2 separate regions of the Arachis hypogaea genome follow, and region 1 is linked to region 2. The links are chromatin contacts, called in public Hi-C maps. All regions are on one chromosome and are shown on one strand. Each heading gives the region's core, a stretch centred on a gene start, on an enhancer-like site or on the middle of the called end of the contact. The rest is flanking DNA. Distances are from core to core; before and after follow the strand shown.

Region 1 (5,461 bases), core at 1,224-3,723, 280 kb before region 2:
TCATCGCTACTTTGGTCAAGATTGTCGGGAAAGCCTTACAGCGAGTGGCATCAGAGGCGTCTGCTAGATACATCCAACTTTTGAAATTGCTCAAATGATGCTTTGGATCAGTGGTTCCATCGTAGAAGTCCATATCGGGGCTTTTAAAGTTTCTTGAAACTTTTGCCCTCATGATGTCTTCACTAAACGGGTCTACTCCTCATAAGGGAGAGTCTTCTCGGTCGCTATGGGAGGTCCAGCTTTTGAGGGAGGACTCCAACTTTAAGAGTTTTTCTTCTAAATCTTTTCGTTGCTCTATTTCGTTCCTCAAGCTCCTCTCTGCCTCTCGCTGTCGCTCTAACTCCTGCTCCAGTTGTTCCAGACGTCCTTGGTGGCCGTGGAACAATCCCATGAAATTGGCCGCATGAGGTTGTCCTTCTTTTCCTGATTCACGCCCTTCAGAAGAGTTTGCTTTTGGGACTTTTAACCCAGAGGTACCTTCTCTATGCTGGTTGTTCACATCTTGGTGAGGGGCTACGTTCGCATCGCTGTTCCCAATGTCCAGATTCTCTTGTTCAGAATTGGATGTTGTGTGGCCATCTTCAGGTGAATTGTCCGCCATTACTGGTTGATCTCTCGGGTCCCCGGCAACGGCGCCAATGTTACGATGGGTAATCGGAGATTAGTGGGCTGGACTAGTAAGGTCGGCCCAATCGCTTAAAGGAGGAGGCCTTCTGACCTGGTTCCCGTCTAGGAGCCTCCGTCCGACTTGTGTGTGTGTGTAACGGAATGGGGGTGGTACCTGTAAAGACACTTCGATGTTTAAGTTAGCAAGGGTCTGAGCAAGTTTGGAGAGTATGGAAACTTAGAAATACCTGAGGGGTGTTAGTGTATTTATAGTGGTGAACCCATAACCACCGTTGGAGTAGTTCTACCTTTTAAGGAGGATAACCATCCCTTTATCTTAGGAAAGTTAAGATATGACTCCTAGAAGTGGATTGAGAGATTTTAAGGGCAGTTACCTATTCAAATAGGTGTTATCTGCCAGCCAATCCACGTTCCCGACTTCCTTGTGGTGGAGCCTATGTCGAACCCGACCTCATACGAGGAGGTCGGTTGCGGAGGGTTGCTAATCTCATGGATTGTGCCTTTTTATCTTATTTGGACTTGGACCTTGGTGTTGGATCATGGTATGAACAATTATCATTATAATTCATTTAGAAAATTCATAATTCAGGTATAGTTCTTCTTTTGTTTTTTATTCTTCATACCTAATGGGTAGTAGCTACGATTCTATCAATAATATTACCTATGGTAGATTATGTGATGAAAAAATTTGAAAAATAAAGGTACGAATTATAAGGTTCTGAGAAGTTTCATCTAAATTTGCCAAGAGCAAAACGGCTTACATAGAAATGGTTCTCATAGATGATAAGGTTAGTTGATTATTTTTCATGATTCTTTCAAGTGATGCTAGGTCTATTTTAAAAATATATTTTGTTCGTATTTTAAGTTTATTTAATAAGTAAACCCTTGCACGAATCAAAAACAGTGCGATTTAATAGTTTTATAAGTGCTAATAGCTTTTATATTTAATTTGTTTTATAATGTGATAAAATTCATTATTCAATCAAGAATTATTTGACAAAAGATGTTTGAGAATGAACTGATCGAGGGGAAGGTTTATATCTTCTTAAATTTTCTGATTGAGAAATCAAGCGGAATTTATATTACGACTACACACGTGTGTAGAATAATAACTTTTAAGAATGAGTCATGTATAGTAAATACGGTCGATGATAGTAGAATTATATACTAACATTGATATAATATTATTTTAGTGGAGTTTAAATTATTTATTGTTTATTGGAGAACTTTGTGCATTAGAATTTTCTAATAATCTGTTGTTTATTTTAAGTCGACTTCGATATGTCCTTACTCGACAGTAAAATAATATATAAAAATTTGTTAGTGGGTCTAAGTATTACTAGGTTATTTATAGTCACATTGAGTATATATGTCTGATTTATTGGAAAAAGTAAATTACTAAAACCAATTAATAACTATTAGAGTTAATACAGTTAACACTAAATTAAAAAAAAACAAACAATACATGACATGTTATCTTTTTATTAATCAAATTATTATAATTCAAATTAATCTTAACAAAACAAATTAAAATTATAATTTCAATCTTATCACGTGTCACTCATTACACTTGTCCCATTACTAATATATAATGGGCATGAAATTTGGCGCCAAATTGTACACGTTAGCATGATTGACACAAAAAAATTATCAGTATTCTATAATATTTTGGCTGTTTGGGTTGACATGTATTAAATTACAAAATATTTTTTGGCGGTTGGGCTAAGCCGAAAAACCCAACCCGAGCCTACAAAATTTGAAAAGGAGATATCAGATATTATTAACAAATGGGCCATTATTATATATTGTCATATTGGGCTGGGTAAGAGTAAACCCTCTGTATATAAGCATCACTACTTACATCCTTCTCTTTCTTTTGTTTTATCTGATGCAGCCAAACTTAGCCAGACTCTGAGTTTGTTGCTGCCACATTCCTAGGGTTCTCTTCTTCGGAGTTTCTCCTGCCGCTACTTATTTTTTTTGTCAGCATGGTAAGTATAATCTCTTTCTTCTTGGTCTGTGTTCAGAACTTCAGATCTGTTTTCTTGTATGTATTTATATTTCTTCGTAGATGTGTGTGTGTTTTATACAAAGACGACGTTCTTTTCTGTTATATACCTTCGAATTTTTTTGTTTTCTTTAGGGTTTTATTCCTTCCTTAGTAACGGTGACTGAAATTTACCGTGATTTTGTGCTGCGTAGGTTCTGCAGAACGATATTGATTTGCTTAATCCTCCGGCTGAGCTTGAGAAGAGAAAGCACAAGCTCAAGCGTCTTGTTCAGTCTCCTAATTCTTTCTTCATGGTATTCTATTTTTTATATTAGTTCTCTCTTATGTGTATTTTCCCATTTGTTGAACCACACGCTTGATTTGATCCGTTGTTGGTGCCTTCCTTTCCAAGTTTTAATTGTTAATTGTTTGTCTCTTGTATTCCTGTCTTGTTGTAGGATGTGAAATGCCAAGGTTGCTTCAACATGTAAGTTTTATCCTTCCCTCCCTGTTGATTGCGAAGTTATAATTGTGTGCAAACAAATGATTTGATCTTCGTGATTTTGATGTTTTGATTTCCATGTTGATGCAGTACCACTGTATTCAGCCACTCTCAGACAGTCGTGGTGTGTGGAAACTGCCAAACGATCTTGTGCCAGCCCACTGGTGGAAGAGCAAGGCTAACCGAGGGCTGCTCGTTTAGGAAGAAGGGAGACTAAATGGGTTGGTATCTTTTCTTTTAGCCTTTGGTTGGAGAGTTTTGTTTTCTTTGGGATTGATCAATGGCTTTGTCATGTTTGAGTTATGATATATTTAATTTTGCTAAATTGTAAGACTTTTTTTCCAAAGACATTATTATCTCCAGGACTGTAATGATATCACCAAGCATTTTTGTTTAGTCTTATTATATTGCAACATGATTTTGGCAGTTCCCGAGTTATAGCTTTTTCTTTCTTGGATCGGTTTATACATGTGATCTGATAGAGTTTACTTTAGTTTTTTTTCAATGTGGATTTGGTTGATGATGCGCTTAAGGCTTCTCACTTAGTTTGGGGAAAACTATAGATGGTATATTAAGGGGGTAGGGTATTCTTTGTGGTGGGTAGGTGCATTTACTTTTTGCTTGTCTTCTCTTAGGTGGATGTTTCTACTAAAACCAAGACATCTCTATGTGAAAATGATATTATAAATTGTCAGATGGTTTGATATGTTTAACTAAATTATCTAGCGGTTTATAATATCATCTTTACAAGATGTCTTCATGGAAGTAGCCACTGTAGTGCTACACACTTGCAAGGTTTCGTTTGATCCCCAAATAGAATCCTAGTTAAATGATTGGATCCAAAGCCTGACAAGACTTAAAACTAGTTGAAAGCTGGTTCAAAATGGATCTGAAGTTGCTTGGTTCACGAAAAAAATATCCGGTCTGCAATCACAGCAAGGAGGATGAAAAAAAGAAAATTCAAATATTTGCCAATATGTTTTTTCGGTATTTTTGTGTCGGTGTCTAGTTTCTTTTTCATCAGGTCACTGTGAAGATAGAACTTAGAAGAATTGTTGGAATGAGATTCTACATGTATGTTAACATATTACTATGTGCGTAGGTTTTTCTTTTTTAAAATATAATATACATACCAGTGAATAAACCAATAGCAGGGATATGTCAAGAAAAAATATATGATTAAATGCACAGCATAATTATAAAATGAAAGGTGAATAGATATGCACATAAGAAAAATCACATGATGCAATACAATGCAAAATCATGTGATAAAAGGTGAGGCATCTAACAGTTATATTAATAGATAAAAAATAAAAAGACCAACAAATATGTATATTTTAAATCTGGACATCATAAAATTACATCAAATTCTTGGCTTTTTATTTAAATAAATATTGCAAAAATATTAATTTTTAAAATATGCAGATGAAAAAAAAAAAGGCTTTTTAAGATTATGCTTGGGCCAATTCGTAGCAACCACCAACGAAGAAAGAGAGCCCACAAAATAAGTAGTAATGGCAGGGTTAACCTGAAATTGCTGCAGCCGAGACCTTGGATCAATGGCAGCATCATCTGTCTCGCTGGGAGCTGCATCCGGATTCGAATAATCAGTGAGGAATATAGAACCATGTTAATAGTAGTAGTGTGTGAGTGGGTGTGTTATGTAACTTAAAATTGGAGTTGTCTAGTCCATCAACTAAAAAAAAAAAAACTGAAATTGCTATTGCTAGTTAGGTATTAATGAACTTGTGGGAAAAAAACAAATATTGCTGCAAATTTTGACAGAATCAATCACTTGCATATTATTGATTTTATATTAACTATTCTCTCAAATTTTTTTCCCAATTATCTGCCATTTCGTGGGCTCCCTTTCTGAGTTGGTCCAATTTAAGTGTCAAGACTGAAAAGGCCTATTTCGTGGGTGATGCCTACAAAATGATTTAAATCTATAACTAACTTGGGTTGCTCGATTGGTCAGCTCAGTTCACTCCTCCACTTAAGCAAGTATCGGAGGTTCAAATCCTACACAAGTGTGTGTAACAACCTATTAGCCAGTGACAGACTCTTAAATAGAGCTCAGATAGATTAATCCTTGACCTGTCGGGTTGAAAGGATACCGTGGGAAACCAAAAAAAATGATTTAAATCTATTTGGTGACTGGCTGCTATGAATCAGCCCAAGTGTAATTGTGGAATGCTTTTTTCATATGTATATTTTAAGAATTAATATTTTTAAATATAAAACCCAAATTATTGCTACTTAATAACCAAAGTAATAAACAAAATTCATACCACATAAAAGCAAATATTATATGTCCAGAGCCTTATTTAATAGATCCAAAA
Region 2 (5,948 bases), core at 1,437-3,936:
ATTAGAAATAAGGAGTACTTATAGTTGAGTGTTTTCTTTCTCCTTTTTTTTTTTCTTGTTTTTCTCTTTCCCTCTTATCCACCATTTTCTCTATGATATCAACATAATCAAATTGATCTTAGTTTTACAAATTACTACTATTTTCTGGGAAAGCAACAATAAGTAGTACATGCTCAATTGTCAAGAGATTCCTTAATATTTTCCTCCCTTTTGCAGATTGCATTTGCGTTTGTTATATACCCTTGTTTGGTGGTACAGTATATGGGCCAAGCTGCTTTCTTGTCTAAGAACCTTCAATCTATTCATAACAGTTTTTATGATTCAATACCTGGTTGGTCCATTCATTACTCTCATTCGTTAATACTGCTTTGAGAATTCAGTAATTTAGTGCAATTGCTAATATTTTTGCTTCTCCTGCAGAACCTGTATTTTGGCCTGTTTTTGTTGTTGCCACCCTTGCTGCTATTGTTGGGAGTCAAGCTGTTATAACCGCAACTTTCTCTATCATCAAGCAGTGTCATGCACTTGGCTGCTTTCCACGAGTTAAAGTTGTCCACACTTCAAAACATATATATGGGCAAATCTACATCCCAGAGATAAACTGGATACTCATGATCCTGACTCTTGCAATAACCATTGGATTTCAAGACACGACTATAATTGGAAATGCTTACGGTAATATAAGGTTCCCTGCTCAAAAAAGCGTACACCAACCCACCCCCCACCCCCCTCCCACAACCACACACACACACACACACACAGACATTTGTCACTTTTTCACTTTACCGAAATCCTCATCTTAGAGGATCTTTTTCCTTGTGAGTATGGTAATTTTCTGTTCATTTGCTTCAGATCATTGTTTTCCTCTGATTATATGTTTGGATTGATAGTTCAATTAGTCAAAGTCCTAATAGTTGTTATGAAGGAACAACAATACAATAATTACTGGCTTGTGGATGTGAAAATAATGATAGTATGGTTAATATCCCAGCCCTTTATTTTTTTTTTTTTTCTGTTTTCTAGTTTGATGTGTTACAATTCCTGCTCTGCTACCTTGAATTCAGGAGTTTCTGCTAACAATGTTGTTACAAATTACAGTTTGAATGTCGGTTTTTTTCGTTTTGAATTTAATTCATGGCATTGATTTACAGGACTCGCATGTATGACTGTAATGTTTGTGACGACCTTTCTGATGACTCTGGTCGCAATCTTTGTCTGGCAAAAAAGTGTTGTGATTGCTATAGCATTCCTTTTATTCTTTTGGGTGATAGAGGGCACCTATCTATCAGCAGCATTCATGAAAGTGCCTCAGGGAGGATGGGTCCCTCTTGTCTTATCCTGCATCTTCATGGTTGTTATGTATGTATGGCATTATGGTACTCGAAGGAAGTACAGCTATGATCTTCACAACAAAGTTTCATTGAAGTGGTTACTGGGTTTGGGCCCAAGCCTTGGCATTGTTCGAGTCCCAGGAATAGGTCTCATCTACTCAGAACTAGCAACTGGAGTTCCTTCAATATTTTCCCATTTTGTAACGAATCTTCCTGCCTTTCACAAGGTGTTAGTTTTTGTCTGTGTGAAATCAGTCCCTGTTCCATATGTCTCCCCAGAAGAAAGATTCCTTATTGGTCGAGTTTGTCCAAGACCTTATCGAATGTACAGGTGCATTGTCAGATATGGGTACAAGGACATTCAAAGGGACGATGGAGACTTCGAGAACCATCTAATACAGAGTATAGCAGAGTTTATACAGAGGGAAGCAGAAGAACCACAGTACTCAAGTTCTGAAAGCTCTTCGCTCGATGGGAGGATGGCTGTTATAAGTACCAGAACTTTAGAATCCACTGCAAGCTTAATAGTTTCCGAGATTGAGGAAATTGGTGTGGACAGCTCCATCCCCAGCAGTAAATCTGTAACCCTTCGCAGCTTGCAATCGGTTTATGATGATGAAAGTCCACAAGTTAGAAGGCGTCGAGTAAGATTTCAGCTACCAAGCAATCCTGGTATGGATCCTGCAGTTAGGGAAGAACTTGTGGATTTGATTCAAGCTAAGGAAGCTGGGGTTGCTTATGTATTGGGGCACTCATATGTTAAGGCTAGGAAATCATCCTCATTCTTGAAGAAGCTTGTGATTGATATCGGTTACTCATTTCTACGCAAGAATTGCAGGGGTCCTGCTGTGGCTCTTAACATTCCTCACATCAGTCTCATTGAAGTTGGAATGATATACTATGTTTAGTTTCTTGGTAAAATTTGATATACAACTTCTTCCTGGCTGTATCGAATCTATGCTCCAGGCTATAGGTGTTATTTTTATTGCCTCGCTCATGGAAAAATGAGTATGGCAGAGGAGGGTCTCTCTGAGAAAAACGCTTGTAAGGTTTATGCTGCTCTCCTAATGTGTAATTATATTATATAGTTGCAATAATTTTGTATTAGAAGTTTTTTTTTTTTTGGGTGAGTATTAGAAGACTCAACTTAGAAATGATCTTTCTCCTTTCCTTCTGATTATTTATTTAGTAAAAGTGTTATTTGCGCACCTAAATTATGTCCAATTAGCACATACCAAAGGGCACTTTTCCTCGAACTGCTCTCTTCCATTTCTTCCACAAATCCACAATCTTAGTGCTTCTGGCGTTTACCCCAATAGTTGTGATAATGCTGAGGGGCCTGGATCAAAAGAGATTCTGGTAATACTAACCCTACCCTCATTGTTCGGGCGTTGCGGTGTATTTGGAATGGGCAAAAACTGATGATCACTGGCCCCTTCCCTTGCTGTCCCATTATGCTCGCTTCTCAGCCTTGGAATTCCAGGCTCTACTGCAGCATGGCCAGCTTATGAGCCATCACTCAATCTCTTTTCGCTGGTCTCCACCTCCTTTAGTGTTTGTGAAAGTTAACTCTGATGGAACTGTTCTCATGGAGCCTCAACAGTCTGCCTTTGGCACCGTCATTCGCAATGCAGACGGCAGCTGGGTGAAGAGCTGCTCCGGAACTTGTCTGCATCATCGGCCTCTTCATGCAGAGCTGCTGACTATTTGTTGCAGTTTGCAACTAGCTTGGGAGTGTGGTTATCGGGGTGTTTATTGCGCAGAAGCTCGCAATCTTTGATCTAGCAAAATTGTTCCACAACACCACATAGAGGGGCTTTCTTCTCAAGATCGCTCTGAGACTGGACTGGCAGTTTTGCTTTACTTTGGTGTCTTGCTCTGTGAACGAACCAGTGGATATCATGGTTAGGAAGGTTCTGATGGAAAGAACCTACGTTGAGTGGCTTCAGCCAACATGCTTATGCTTATAGATAGCTATTCTCTTTTACGAAAGAACGGCCTGAAAATAAGTTATTCCTCTAAAGCCAGCATAACACAGGGCGATGGTACATTTAGAGAGTGCTCAAGGATAGCCCTGTGAAAGCATTGATGGTTGGCTAATCCAACCTAAGAGCTCTGCACAATTACTAAAGAAAATGTTAATTTATTGCATGCCTGATACAAAGTGATAGTTCCTCGGGCCTCCGCTCAAAGGAGGAATTGGAATTCGAAGATATCCCTCTTATTTCCCTTTTCTTTTTATTTTTTGGTCTTGAAACTAGTAATTCGTTTCTTTTTTGTTTCTACTTTCTGAAAGAGGAACCAAAACCGCAGGCCCATTAAAATATATAAAATAAGTAAATAAATAAAAGAAAAGAAAAAAAATATCCTGCACAGCCTCTTATGTCTTATCTCAACCCCAGAAAAATTAATTTGACAAAATATTTTTGATATTAAAGCTGGAAGTTGAGTTACGATGATATAAGATATTTGTTCCCTGTTTGGGCAAAACCCCTCCAAAACCTCCAACATTCATCTCTGAATTTGATTCTATCTTCTCAAAATACGCATTCTTCACAAAACTTTTCCAATGACCCATTTCCATTCTTCCCTCTGAAAACCACACACGACTCTCCTCTTTACATGGCTTCACTCCTTCCAGCTCCACACTTTTCCACACCCCTTATCTCCAAGCTCACTTCTTCCCCCAAAACTTGGAAACTCTTCATCCTCCCCCACCCTTTATACCCTATAGCCCTTCACATCAAGAAGAAAAACGTACTTCTTTTTCCCACCAATGCATTCTATACGCAAGGGGTCTATGCCCCTTCTTCTTCCCCTTCCGAATTGCGGAACAGAACAGAGAAAAAGAATGAGCTTGAGAATGACCCAATTGCCTTGCTTAACGAGAGAATTCGTCGTGACTATGGCAGCAGGGAGGTTTCAAGAACTGTTATGGACTCAGAGGAGGCTGATAGGTACATACTATGCTTCACAAATAAGTATTGAGTACAATATGAATCAGCCATGAACTTAAGGAGTTTAAGATTACAGTATTTGCTAAATCATACGTATATGAATACAGTTAGCAAACGCGAGTGAAAATGAGACATTTGTGTAATATAGGTACATACAGATGGTGAAGGAGCAGCAGCAGAAGGGGTTGCAGAAGCTGAAGGGTGAGAGGAAGGAAGGGAAAGATGGTACCTTCAGCTACAAGGTTGACCCTTATACGCTTCAATCCGGTGACTATGTTGTTCACAAGAAGGTTGGCATTGGGAGGTTTGTTGGGATCAGGTTGGATGTTCCAAAGAATTCTACAGAACCTACTGAATATGTTTTCATCGAGTATGCTGATGGGATGGCGAAGCTTCCTCTTAAGCAGGCATCGAAAATGCTCTATAGATATAGTCTGTGAGTTTTCCTTGCCCTCTTACTCTTACCTTTTTTGTTATTGTAATGTAATTCATATATATAGAACAAGTCAGTTAGCTAGACATTTCAATAGAGAGATATTGCACAATCATGGTCGTCGATGAAAAAATTGATGGTTGAGATTGAGAATTTTGCATGATACAAGAACCATAAGTGTGCCATAATTTCTTTTGATGCAAACACTTTACCCTGTTAAGGCACTTTAGAGAAGCTAGTATTTTGTTTGGCTAGTAGTCAATTGTGTTTGGAGAATTGTTTTGATTTGGTCATGATCGTGTCAAATTTTGGTGTGCCTTGGCAGTCCAAACGAGAACAAAAGACCTCGGACATTGAGCAAGTTAAATGATATTAGTAGTTGGGAGAAAAGAAAGATTAAGGGGAAGGTTGCGATACAGAAAATGGTCGTTGACTTGATGGAGCTCTATCTACATAGGCTCAAACAGAGAAGACCGCCTTACTCGAAAAGTCCTGCCATGACTGAATTTGCTGCTCAATTTCCTTATAAGCCTACACCTGATCAACAACAGGTGACATCTTAGTAAATGCTATGTGTTTAGATGGAAGGGGAATTGTTAATTATGATTTTATATTCTAATTTTAATTTGTTATTTAAAATTTTTAAATAATTACATGTTATGTTCTAAGGCATTCACGATAAATCAGAATTTATACATATACATATTCACATTTATTTCAATATGACATGTTTATTTGATGCTTATGAGTTATTTCCATCTCTTCCAAATACGTACCTTTCTATCTGTCCAGGCTTTTATTGATGTTGAGAGGGATTTGACAGAGCGAGAAACTCCAATGGACAGATTAATTTGTGGAGATGTTGGTTTTGGCAAAACTGAGGTTGCACTACGTGCTATCCACTGTGTTGTGTCGGCGAAAAAGCAAGCAATGATTCTAGCACCGACTAGAGTTCTAGCAAAACAACATTTTGATGTTATATCTGAACGCTTTTCTGTATATCCTAATCTCAAAGTTGGACTACTAAGCAGGTTTCAGGTATGGCCGAGTTTTCTCTTTTTCCCATTTTTATTATAGTTAAATACTCAAATATATCTAATTTTATGAAGTATGGAGATTATAGTTTAACTTATTTCGTAGTCAAATAAGAATAACAATATGCTTTCATCCAGTTGAGTTTGTTAAGAACTCTCTCTAATGCTAAGTCAAAATATCCATAAACTATAA

What was found. A called contact is a pair of places that touch in the nucleus more often than the background predicts.
Region 1: a Hi-C map of leaf shows a contact between it and region 2, with 2.0 times the contacts expected there. The contact joins the promoter of LOC112697073 here to the promoter of LOC112697068 in region 2. A contact is called at or near these places in 3 of 8 Hi-C or Micro-C datasets (leaf and an unstated tissue).

The regions. Positions count from the first base shown.
Region 1 is chr6:98,165,345-98,170,805 of arahy.Tifrunner.gnm2.J5K5, reverse strand. It overlaps LOC112697073 (small ribosomal subunit protein eS27y), which reads left to right and starts at 2,473. Exons shown (of 4, transcript XM_025750065.3): 1 at 2,473-2,618; 2 at 2,830-2,931; 3 at 3,076-3,104; 4 at 3,210-3,545. The coding sequence starts at 2,616. The coding sequence ends at 3,336.
Region 2 is chr6:97,889,511-97,895,458 of arahy.Tifrunner.gnm2.J5K5, reverse strand. LOC112697068 (ATP-dependent DNA helicase At3g02060, chloroplastic) reads left to right here and starts at 2,686. Exons shown (of 14, transcript XR_011862519.1): 1 at 2,686-4,288; 2 at 4,437-4,724; 3 at 5,047-5,272; 4 at 5,514-5,759. LOC112697069 (potassium transporter 4) reads left to right here. Exons shown (of 8, transcript XM_025750062.3): 6 at 217-331; 7 at 421-675; 8 at 1,152-2,545. The coding sequence ends at 2,239.